Regions from separate parts of the Mus musculus genome. Here regions 1 and 3 are each linked to region 2. The links are chromatin contacts, called in public HiChIP or PLAC-seq maps. All regions are on one chromosome and are shown on one strand. Each heading gives the region's core, a stretch centred on a gene start, on an enhancer-like site or on the middle of the called end of the contact. The rest is flanking DNA. Distances are from core to core; before and after follow the strand shown. Region 1 overlaps Mical2 (microtubule associated monooxygenase, calponin and LIM domain containing 2). Region 2 has its middle 22 kb from the start of Arntl. Region 3 overlaps Parva (parvin, alpha).

The links. HiChIP or PLAC-seq counts read pairs in DNA pulled down with a chosen protein or histone mark.
Region 1: a contact with region 2 is called in a FOXA1 HiChIP or PLAC-seq map of pancreatic cancer cells. The contact joins two enhancer-like sites. A contact is called at or near these places in 3 of 115 datasets of contacts at active chromatin or transcription factors (extraembryonic endoderm stem cells, pancreatic cancer cells and trophoblast stem cells).
Region 3: an HNF4G HiChIP or PLAC-seq map of pancreatic cancer cells shows a contact between it and region 2. The contact joins two enhancer-like sites. A contact is called at or near these places in 2 of 115 datasets of contacts at active chromatin or transcription factors (fibro-adipogenic progenitors and pancreatic cancer cells).

What each region holds. Positions count from the first base shown.
Region 1 is chr7:112,265,389-112,269,053 of GRCm38.p6, forward strand. The region is part of intron 2 of Mical2 (microtubule associated monooxygenase, calponin and LIM domain containing 2); the gene reads left to right. Among named protein-coding and RNA genes, the nearest start is that of Mical2, 41 kb to the left of the region's middle. Within about 2 kb of position 2,098, at least 20 of the 459 cell types and tissues checked have an H3K27ac peak or open chromatin away from gene starts, as enhancers often do. A contact at or near this core is called in pancreatic cancer cells, where this site is marked.
Region 2 is chr7:113,183,482-113,186,791 of GRCm38.p6, forward strand. It overlaps a transcript of Arntl not described here. Among named protein-coding and RNA genes, the nearest start is that of Arntl, 22 kb to the right of the region's middle. Within about 2 kb of position 1,745, at least 108 of the 459 cell types and tissues checked have an H3K27ac peak or open chromatin away from gene starts, as enhancers often do. A contact at or near this core is called in pancreatic cancer cells, where this site is marked.
Region 3 is chr7:112,490,451-112,493,765 of GRCm38.p6, forward strand. The region is part of intron 1 of Parva (parvin, alpha); the gene reads left to right. Among named protein-coding and RNA genes, the nearest start is that of Gm45998, 41 kb to the left of the region's middle. Within about 2 kb of position 1,446, at least 44 of the 459 cell types and tissues checked have an H3K27ac peak or open chromatin away from gene starts, as enhancers often do. A contact at or near this core is called in pancreatic cancer cells, where this site is marked.

The DNA.
Region 1 (3,665 bases), core at 848-3,347, 920 kb before region 2:
TGAATACCTATAGATACACACACTCCCACAGATACACAAACACATGTTAAATAGCTACCACAAATGGCAAAGTTATAGTTACATTATACAGACATGGACACATTTGAAAGGAGTTCATTTTGTGTGTGTGTGTGTGAGAGAGAGAGAGAGAGAGAGAGAGAGAGAGAGGGAGAGGGAGAGGGAGAGGGAGAGGGAGAGGGAGAGGGAGAGGGAGAGAGAGAGAGAGAGAGAGAGAGAGAGAATATGTACAACATACAGGTTTGTTGCCAGGACTCCCAGGTGAAGGTATCTGGCAGACAGTGACCTCAGACAATTCTGGCTAGTTGTTGTCCCCTTGTCTTGCCACCTCCTGGTGTGTAGTTATCTCCTGATACAGGGCATAGGTAGCAAGACCCTGGAGAGTGTGGACCGGGGACGACTCCATGGGTCATCCTGGTGCCTGGCATCGTGTGTAGCTCAAGAGACTAGTGGGTGGAGGCCAGGGAGTGGTAAAGTGTGAGGCTACTTCAAACCTGACCACAGCCACCACTGAAGAGGGAAAAGGGGGCTGGAGGACCCAAAACAAGTAAGTGGCAGAGATCATGGGGCAGGAGTGGGAAGGGAAGGACAGGCCCTCCATCAGTGGACTGGAGTGTCCTCCAGTGCTCACCTAGGGCAAGGGGTGACAGGTTACCCCAGCCCCATTGCAGCTGGGGGTCTGGTTGTTAATGTCATAGCACATCCCTGGGTGTCTTTCCCATGATCCCTTCTTAGAGAGTTTCCTGGCAGGGTTAGTAGTAAGGGCTTCTGCCGCCTGTGAGTGAGCTCTCAGTGGAGATCAGGGAACAAAGAGAGTTTGGGCTAGACAGTGCCTCTCTCTGGGGCCAGCTGAGATCTCTGAGGCCAGGGTGCAGGTGGGAGGCCTAGCAGGCAAGCACATCCTCCTGTGGAAGTGACTGAGTCGGGGAGTGCCTGGTGGACACAGCACAGAGCATGGATGGCCCCTTCCTTTCTATCTCAGTTCCTTCCCCACCCCCACCCCCACCCCCCCGAACTGGAGTCTAACCCAGGACCTCACGCGTGCTAGCAAATTCTTTCATTGAGCTAGCTCCCCAGTCCTCTTTTCACCTGGAGACAGGGTCTTACTAAACTGCCCAAGCTGGCCAGGAACTAACTCTGTAGCCCAGATGGACTTCAAAACTGCCACCCTCCTGCATTAGCTTCTTGAGTAGCTAGACTTACAGGCCTGTGCTAACAGGTCTCGCTTGGAGCTGCTCCTGGTTCATGTTGGCATCATGGTACCCTGAGAGATGGAGGGCCTGACGGGAAGTTAAGGTTTCAGGCGAGCTTCAGACTAGGCTTTCTATCCTTGCTGGGCTCCACAGACACCTAGCCCAGAGGGAAGTGTTTCCCTGGCTGGCTTTTGCTTCAGCTTAGAGATTCAGGTAGCTGTGACTGATTTTCTACAGTATACGAGGTCAATGGGTTTGTGGTCTTTTCCTGTCCACACTGAGTACAGGATTACACCCTTGTCATTGCTGAGACAGCCCCACCCTCCAGACTCCTTGCTGCAGCAGAACTGAGAGATGGGGAGGGAAGGTTGGCATGAAAATGACACGAGGGTTTTGTTCTTAGGTTGCAGTGACCTTGAAACAGATCTTGTTTGTGGGGCCCGAGGGTACAGTAGAGGGTTGAGTATCTCTCCTGGACGTGGCTACCCACGTCCCTCCCCAGGCCTCCATACATTTTCAGGCACTCCATCTTTTTCCCCAAGACACTGTCATACTGTTATACTGACAGTGAGTTAGGTGGTGAGGCCCAGAGAACACATAGGGAGTAAAGTTCTAAATAATAAAACACAGGTCAACCTGGGCTCAGGACTCCCCATCACCTATATCGAGAGGGTGCTCAGGGTCTCTGTGCAACCTTGACCTTATCTCCGAGATGCTGTTACTGAGTCTGTCACTATACTGTTACCTGCAATCCAGGGCTCTGAGTGATCATTTTTGATGGTCAGAAGCAGGGAAGAAATGTCTTTGTGACTCATAAAGTCACATAGGCAAGAAAGCTGGAAAACCACAAATAAGGGACTCAGTCAACAAAGCCCAAACTACTTCAGGCTATTCTTGGAAACGACACATCACATCTTGTTTCTTCCCAGAAAATGCAAAACCCTGCATACTTCTAGCTAGTCGGTTCTATTTCTATTAACGTCCCACCAACATCTGGGTGGTGGTTAAAAAGGCAGACGACCAAGAACCAGCTACCCAGGAGCTTCTGATTGATGTATTCCTCTTGTTTTTGAGACCCTGCGGTCTCATGGAGCCCAGGCTGACCTGGAACTCACTCGGTAGCTGAGGGTTATCTTGAACTCCTGCCTAATCGCCCTGCTTTTACCAGGAAAGCTCTGGGATTACAGGCTCGGGCCACCACGCTCAGTCAGCTCCGCTCAGCTCTGCTTTCACAGGTTTGAACCTTTGTCCTTTGGAGCTGGGAAGAGTATTCTCCAAAGGTCATGACCCCCCAAATCTCTAATAAATGGAAGCTTAAACCTCAGACTCTGCGTCCCTCCCTGGCCAACACTGCCTGTATGTACTCTGTTATCAGTTTGCTATCAAAACTCCCCGGGTGAGATTCCCCCTTGGCATATGGGGAAATTAAAACTCACAAGTTCAGTGATTTGCTCGGGACTATATGGCTAAGAATCGAGCTCAGACCTAAAATTTCTGAACTGATACTCTAGAGATTTTGTCTAAGACAGGGTTTTCCTATGTAGCCCAGGCTGGACTAACACATGTGACCTACTTCTGCCTCCCAAGAGTTGATATTGCTGAGATGTGCTTTGTCCTGTAGTTTGAAGGTATATGCAAGTTCTTGACATAGGAAAATAGTCTAGCAGGGTTTGGGATTTTTGGGTTTCATTGTTGTTGTTGTTTTGGTTTTGTTTGGTCAGTTCTGGGGCTCAAACCCAGCATCTGGGCGTGCTAGGCAGAGTCTTTGGGGAGCCAGTCTAAGTCATGACTTATACTTCTTTTGAGTTGATGTTCGAGCCATTGAAAGACTAGTGCTAATTACAAAGCCAGTGAACACTACGAAGTACAATGCCAAACCTGATTGCTCTTCTCTCTTATAACTCTGTGTTGTGGGAAGCATTGTCTCCATCTTACAGATGAGAAAACTGAGGTGACCAACGAAGATGACTTGTCTCATATCACACAGTTAGCAAGTCCTGGTTTCCCTGACTAAATAAATGGTCTGATGCCTACCCACCATATGACAATGACATTTTGAGCTGGTATGGCTTGGCAATGCAGTCTTCTAAGAAGTGAAGGCTGTTTAGATCTGGGAAGGCATGTTCAAGCTGGTACAGTAGGATTTGTGTCCAGGGCCAAACTTAACTCCCCCATGGGCTCTTACCTCCCCGTTTCTTATCACCCCCTAGATAAGAGCCGGTTCTGGAAGCTCTCACACCCCCAGACCCTCAGCACCGCCTTTGCTTGTTCTATACTGAAGTACAAGATTTAAGTGGTTTCAGGAGAGAGGAGACGAGTTCTTCCAGTTTGTAAATTGGCGCCTGGGAGACAGATCTGGCTTGATACTTGCCAGCGGTATGCAATTTTAGATTTTAGACAAGAAGCTGAGAGTGAAAAGTGGGTTTGGATGCAGTAGGCATTACATACATTACA
Region 2 (3,310 bases), core at 495-2,994:
ATTTAGGAGCTTAGGAGTTAATAGTCTGGAGAAAGTGTCAGGGAAGAAGTGTGTATAAAGGGGTTGCAAGGTAGACCAGAAGGTGCTAAATGCAGATGAGAGTGGGTGACATGCCTGGGCCTAGAGAGGTGGCCACATGGAGTGAAGCTCAGAACACCTCACTGCTTCTGTAAATCGCATAGTGGCATCATGGCACCAATGAGACAAGGAAAGACCCCAACTCGATAAAAGTCAATTCCCCCATTTTCTATAAAGAATGTTGATTTAAAAGAGTGCATCCATTCATGGGTTGGGAAGTTGGCTCAGCAGGGAAAGTGCTTGCTGAGTAAGCGAGAGAACCTGAGCTCAGATCTCCAGAACCGGGTGCTGTGGCATGTGTGCACAATCCAAGCACTGCTGTCATAAGATGGGAGGTGGAGACAGATGAATCACCCAGGGTTTGTAGGTCAGCTAGCCTGCTACATGTGTAGGTAAAAACCAAGAGAGACCCGGCTCACACAAGGTGGAGCATTTGACTTCCGCATGTGCACTGTGTCATACACAGGAACACCCGTTTTTGTACACACAAGATTTGTGGTTAGGAGTACATACTGCTCTTGCAGAGGACCCGGGTTTCATTTGGGTGACTCACAACCACATGTAACTCTCGTTCTAAGAGATCAGATGTCCCCTTCCACCCTCTGATGGCATGCGTGTGTGCTCAAACACACATGCACACACATACATAATTTTAAAAAGTAAAATTTAAACTTCACAGTGCAGAACAAACCCCAGGTGAGTCCTAGTCCTTCCATTGTTTTCAGGGCAATGGGAGAGGCAGACAAGAGTGGTAACTTATGTTAAATCATTGGTGAGGGTGTTGAAGACCGCTCTTCCAGAGCTGAGATATGCACCCGGGGAGGCTTGTCCAGGCAGTGTCTACATTGCAGCTTGGAGGACACCTAGCACCAATCTGATGAGGAGTTACAGGGAAGGACAGAGACTTTCAGGGCAGGGAGAGGAGCACGGTACAGGGCTAAAAAGAGTATAGTCGTTTTCCAGAATGCTACTCAAAATTGCCCTTAAAGGCTCTCTATAGATCACCTAGTCCTGCAGGGGGCCTGGGGGCCACCTCCTGTACACAGCTGCTAACTAGTGGGCTTGCTGTAACTTGTACTTAACATTATTACAAACTTAATACTACCCTAAACTGAGAGAGAGAGAGAGAGAGAGAGAGAGAGAGAGAGAGAGAGAGACTCTATTCTGAGTTTAAATGCAGATATTGATGCACCTTGAAACTGTTATCCTCTTAAAATTGAGTAAATCTTTGTGATGCACATGGAAAGCCACACTGGCATGTACAAGGAGGACCACACCCAGACCACCATGTCACAATTCCCTAAAACTTTTATCCACTCTGAACAGAACAAAGAAGACCCTCCCCCATGCCATTCAATGCTGTAAGCTTTTCCAAAGTCCAAGATGGAATAATTGCAGCTCCTTCCTGGGGAATTTCAAGCCCCCCAACCCTGAGAACTGATCGTACAAACTAGTCCTGTACAAGGCAAGTATGGCTGTCAGAAAGGCTGGCAGAGCTCAGCCAGGGAGCCATGAACCCAGTGACCAGTGGAAAGTGCCAAAGAAGCTGACCCTGCCTGAGCAGGAGAGCAGTGTTCTAGGTCCACAGAGTGTCACTGCAGGTTGAAGGGACAGTGTGAAGGAAAGATACAGAGCCTGAAACCACCAATGCTTCCAGGAAGCAGCTGGACCATGTGGTTAGAGGTCCAGGGCATGGCTGGCAATGAGGCTGAGAGTCTATCAGTGTCAAGGACTGTAGGACAGCCTGGCCTGGAAATACCACTGGGTTTTCTCAAGGGAGGGTGTGTACCTTAATTTAAAGGACTCTGAGAGGAGAGAGGTGAGCATATCTGGGTTTCAGAAGAGCCTTCTGCTGCTGGGTGAAATAGCAGAAGCTAGGCAAAACTCTTGTTTGAGACCCTCTGTAGATCTTCGTCCAGATCTTCCCCGTTAGCCCCCAACCTGGTCTCTTATATCATTGACTTTAGATCAGTGCAGCAGAGAAAGCAGAGCCATCCATCACTGCTCATCCCCCACTACCCCGTGGACCTGCCCTATCTCCAGGGATGAGACTCTGGGTAGTGAGGCCATGACCTGATGATGCCCTTGCACACCCCCAAGCCCTGCCAAGGAGAAGCCTTCAGCTGAGACAGAGCTAAGACTTGGCTTCAGAGTCCTTCCCAGAGAAGCCACAAAAAAGCCGACCTCTCACCTGCCCCGGAGACTATCCACTCCCAACTGAGCTATTTCCTAAGCTGTGCTTTCTCACTGACTTAATATTTCAGTTTGGGAAAGCCTCTGCCATTCAGAGGAACAGCCAGAACCTGCAGATAGCCAGACAGCACGTTGAGATGGCACGCTGGTCCCTTGAGACTTTTGGAGAGAAAGATGCCATAATTTCAAGTCACTCACAAAGTCAGTGAATTTGAACCCCTCACAACTCTGAAAACAAGCATGGATCTCTACTTCCAGAGACTGTCCCAATTTCTGCCCACTGTTGTCTGCTGCCCAGTGGCTGCTCTGGGAAAGCGCATCCCACCTAGGTACTGACCCCACTCCACCCACCCAGATGGGGCAACTATCTGTCACATATCAGTTGCTTTGTTTTTCTAATTGTTGGCCTGTTTTGGAAACACTCTCCTAGACTCCTGTGTGAGTCATAGGTTAAGGGGCATGAGTAATTCCTCCGGCACGCCTGGAATAGGAGGGGAGCCTTCCCTTTTGATTTCCGGTCCTAAAAAAAGACAAGCTAGTTCACCCAGAAGGCTAATGAGTTTTGACAGTGAGGGTGGCCTAGCTGGCCTGGAAAGCCACCTTTTGTGCTATAGGGTTTAGCAAAACATTAGTGCCTCCTCTATTTTTCTTTGGAATTATAAAAGGACACCTGTATATCATTTTGCTGGGATGGGCTGAGCCTCTGAGCCCATCCGATGACACTCTGAGCCGTGACACCCGAGGGGCAGAACAACCAGATCTGTTTCTTTTGCTGAGTTGTTGGGAAGGGGGTTGGCCCTCCTCCTACTGGGTTTATTATTGTCAGCAGGGGTGGGGTTTTACCCCCTGCTTACTGAGCAGTGATGATGTGTCCACTCCCGATGGGTGTGGCTCCCTTTGTAGCCAGCACCGACTTCCTGGAGGGAGTGTGATAGAAGAAAGTGACCCCATCTGCCCTGATTCTGAGTGAACTTCAGAAAGGACCAGCTGCTTCGTGGCCTGAGAAACTACAGTGACAAACTACAATGAACTCCAGGGG
Region 3 (3,315 bases), core at 196-2,695, 690 kb before region 2:
AACACAGGTCATCAGGTTTGTCATCAAGTGCTTTTAAGCCACTTCAAGCCATCTTGGCAGCCCACCTTTTCTAACTTTATAGAGGGAAATATCCTATCTTTTGATTTTAAAGAATTCTTATAAAGAATTAATGTTGGAAGTGATACATGTCTATAATCTCAACTACTAAAGAGACTGACTGGGCAGGAGGATTACAAGTTCAAGGTCAGCCTAGGTAATTTAGCAAGATCCTATTTAAAATTCAAATTTCTTTTTTAAAGGGGTTAAGACGGTAGCTTTGTGGTAGAATGCTTGCTTAGTGTGTGGAAGGCTGGAATTTAATCCCCAGGTTGAGGGAGGAAGGGAGGGGGAGGGAGGGAGGAAGGGAGGGAAGAAAAGGAAGAAGGAAGGAGGGAGGGGTAAGTTAGTTGAATGTTATTGATGGCTTCCTCCATATCTGCTAAAACATTCCTTAAAGATTTATTTTAATTTTATGTATATGAGTATTTGCCTGTATGTGTATATGTATAGTAAACATGGGTGCAGTGCCTATGGGGGCAGAAGAGAGGTCAGATCCCCCGGAACTGGTATTGCAGCTGTTTGTGAGCTGTCATGTGGGTGTTAGGAACCAACCCAGGTCCTCTGAAGAGCAGCCAGTGCCCTGAACTGCTGAGCCATGCCTCCAGCCGCTCAGAATAATCTTATATTTCAAAACATTTCATGTACAAGTTTTGAATTATTACCTCAGTGGTGCTAATTCTCTGTCCTCTGAGATTGCTTGTAACTGATTTTGAGACTTTTTCCTGTACTTTTGGGAGGATATTATTTATGATTTATTAAACTATTCAGATAATTTCCTCTCTCTCTCTCTCTCTCTCTCCCTCTCTCTCTCTCTCTCTCTCTCTCTCTCCGATGTATGTGTGTGTGTGTGTGTGTGTATACATGGATTGTCAGCAAGCACAGTTGAATATACACCACCTAGACTAGTTAGCACTAGGTTAAGTGCTACATGGTAGATATCCCATGATTCATCAAGAACAAACAAAAGCCCCTAAAAGCTATCACCTCCCCTCTTCCTGGAGTCTTAGGGGCTCCCCTGGGAGATTTTAGCATTTCCCCCACTGGACCCCCATTAGTCAGTCTAGGTCAGTGACACAACCCCACCAGGGAACCTGCTCGTGTGGCCTCTTCCCAACACTTTGCAGAAGGTGACTTCCTGCATACCTGTCCTGGTCCTGAGGACACGCTCCTCTAAGTACCCACAAGTGATATCTCCCTGCTTGTGTCCCAGTGTTTTCCTTAAGTGTGTCACTCACCATGGCAAATAATTATCCTAGCTGTATCCTATTATCTAATTGCCTCCTGTGTCATTATGTGTGTCCCCTGAGTCCAGCATCCCTGTAGGGACAGGGTGGAGGGAGGCTTCAGGTCTGTTTATTTATTTAACACAAGCTGCTCTGTGCTGCTAAGTATGTGGCAAACACTCAGAAACCCTCTCTGAGTAAGCAATTGGGTGACTCAGTAATTCTCACCTTACTCTCAGGCAAAACCCAGATTCTGGCCAGGGGCGGATTTGATCAGCTTTAGTGAGCTGGATTAGATTAGCTTTAGTGAACTCATTAGGAGAAAGAAACAAAAGGGTTTCCACAAGGGGCCATGCTTATCTTCCAGGCTGTCAAATTTGTCTATCCATCCTCTTCCATTCAAGGCATGGGTAACTGTTGAGTAGTTCCTGGGAGCTGAGAATGGAAGCTTCAGGGTTGGGGACACACACACACACACACACACACACACACACACACACACACACAGAGAGAGAGAGAGAGAGAGAGAGAGAGAGAGCCTTCCCTGGTTTCATGGTGTTCCCAGTCTAGTAGCAGAAGCTGGTTTTAAGCAAACCAACCAACCACTAGCTACACAGCTACAAATCGTGCTAAGTATCATAAAGGGGAGAGAATGGTGTGGATACCTGCAGTTGGTTTTCTCAATGAGCAGGGTTTTTCAGATGACAGGTTAAGCTGAGATATGCAAAGGTCCTGAGGTGTGGGTTGTATTGTTCCTTAGAGAGGCAACCAAAAGCTAGTATGTGACTGGAGCATGATGAGTCAGGGTGGAGTTCTATGGGGTGAGCCTGGATGGGGCCTGATGACGGGTAAGGTCCTGTGGTCCAGGCCTGGGCATTTGAGTTCTAATCAATTGATTATATGTTTTCCAAGATGCTGTATGCTAGCCACTTTTCTATTTTCTACATCACTATGATAAAAATGCCTAAGAAAAACAATAGAAGGAGAAAAGATTCAGGGCCATGGATTCATAAGCTTTCTTTCATGGTCAACTGGCTCCATTGACCTAGGCCTGGCGTGAGCCAAAACCCATGGTCGAGGACTCCCTCAGCAGTCAGGACAGACAGATGGACAAAAAAGGCCCTACCTGGGCTGGTGAGATGGCTCAGTGGGTAAGAGCACCTGACTGCTCTTCCAAAGGTCCAGAGTTCAAATCCCAGCAACCACATGGTGGCTCACAACCATCCATAACAAGATCTGACTCCCTCTTCTGGTGTGTCTGAAGACAGCTACAGTGTACTTACATAAAATAATAAACAAATCTTTAAAAAAAAAAAAAAGGCCCTACCTTTTTTGTAATAATGTCGTCAAATCGTGTGTACATCAATGGATTCACTCACTGCTTAGGATAGAATCCTCAGTTCAGTCCTGTATCCAAAGCCCTGCCTCTAAATACTACCCTCAGGACCGAGCCATCAACACGTTAGTTTGCAGGGAGATTTTAAAGCCTAGCCATGATAGCTTTTCTAAGCTAGCTTATGTGCTTAATAGTACCCCATCTAATAAATGTGTATTAGCTCATTTAATACTCTGACTTTACACACCTTAGGCGTTATTTATGTTTTTGAAAAACACAAACACAAAACAAAACACAAAACAAAACAAAAAAAAAACAGGGTCTCATGTAGTACAGACCTGAAGTCACTATGTACTAAATTTGGCCTTGAATTCTTGATCCTCCTTGCCTCCACATCCCAAGTGCTGATATTAAAGAATGTTCCACCACACCCAGCTATATAGCTATTATTAATATGCTCAACTTTCCAGTTGAGTAGCCAAGGCCCGGTGAAAATGGGCAATTACTCTGGTGTGACTAGAATGTTTATGGAGGGACTAGGAAACTCCCAGATCATCCTGAGCCTGCAGAGACTACACAGTGGCTCCCACTTGGCTATATAACTATATCTTTGGACCTTAAGTGGCTGGTCAAGTTTGTCAGAATAAGAACAAGCAGACAGAGGCTCTTTCCATAGTATAGGTGAAAGGTCACAGC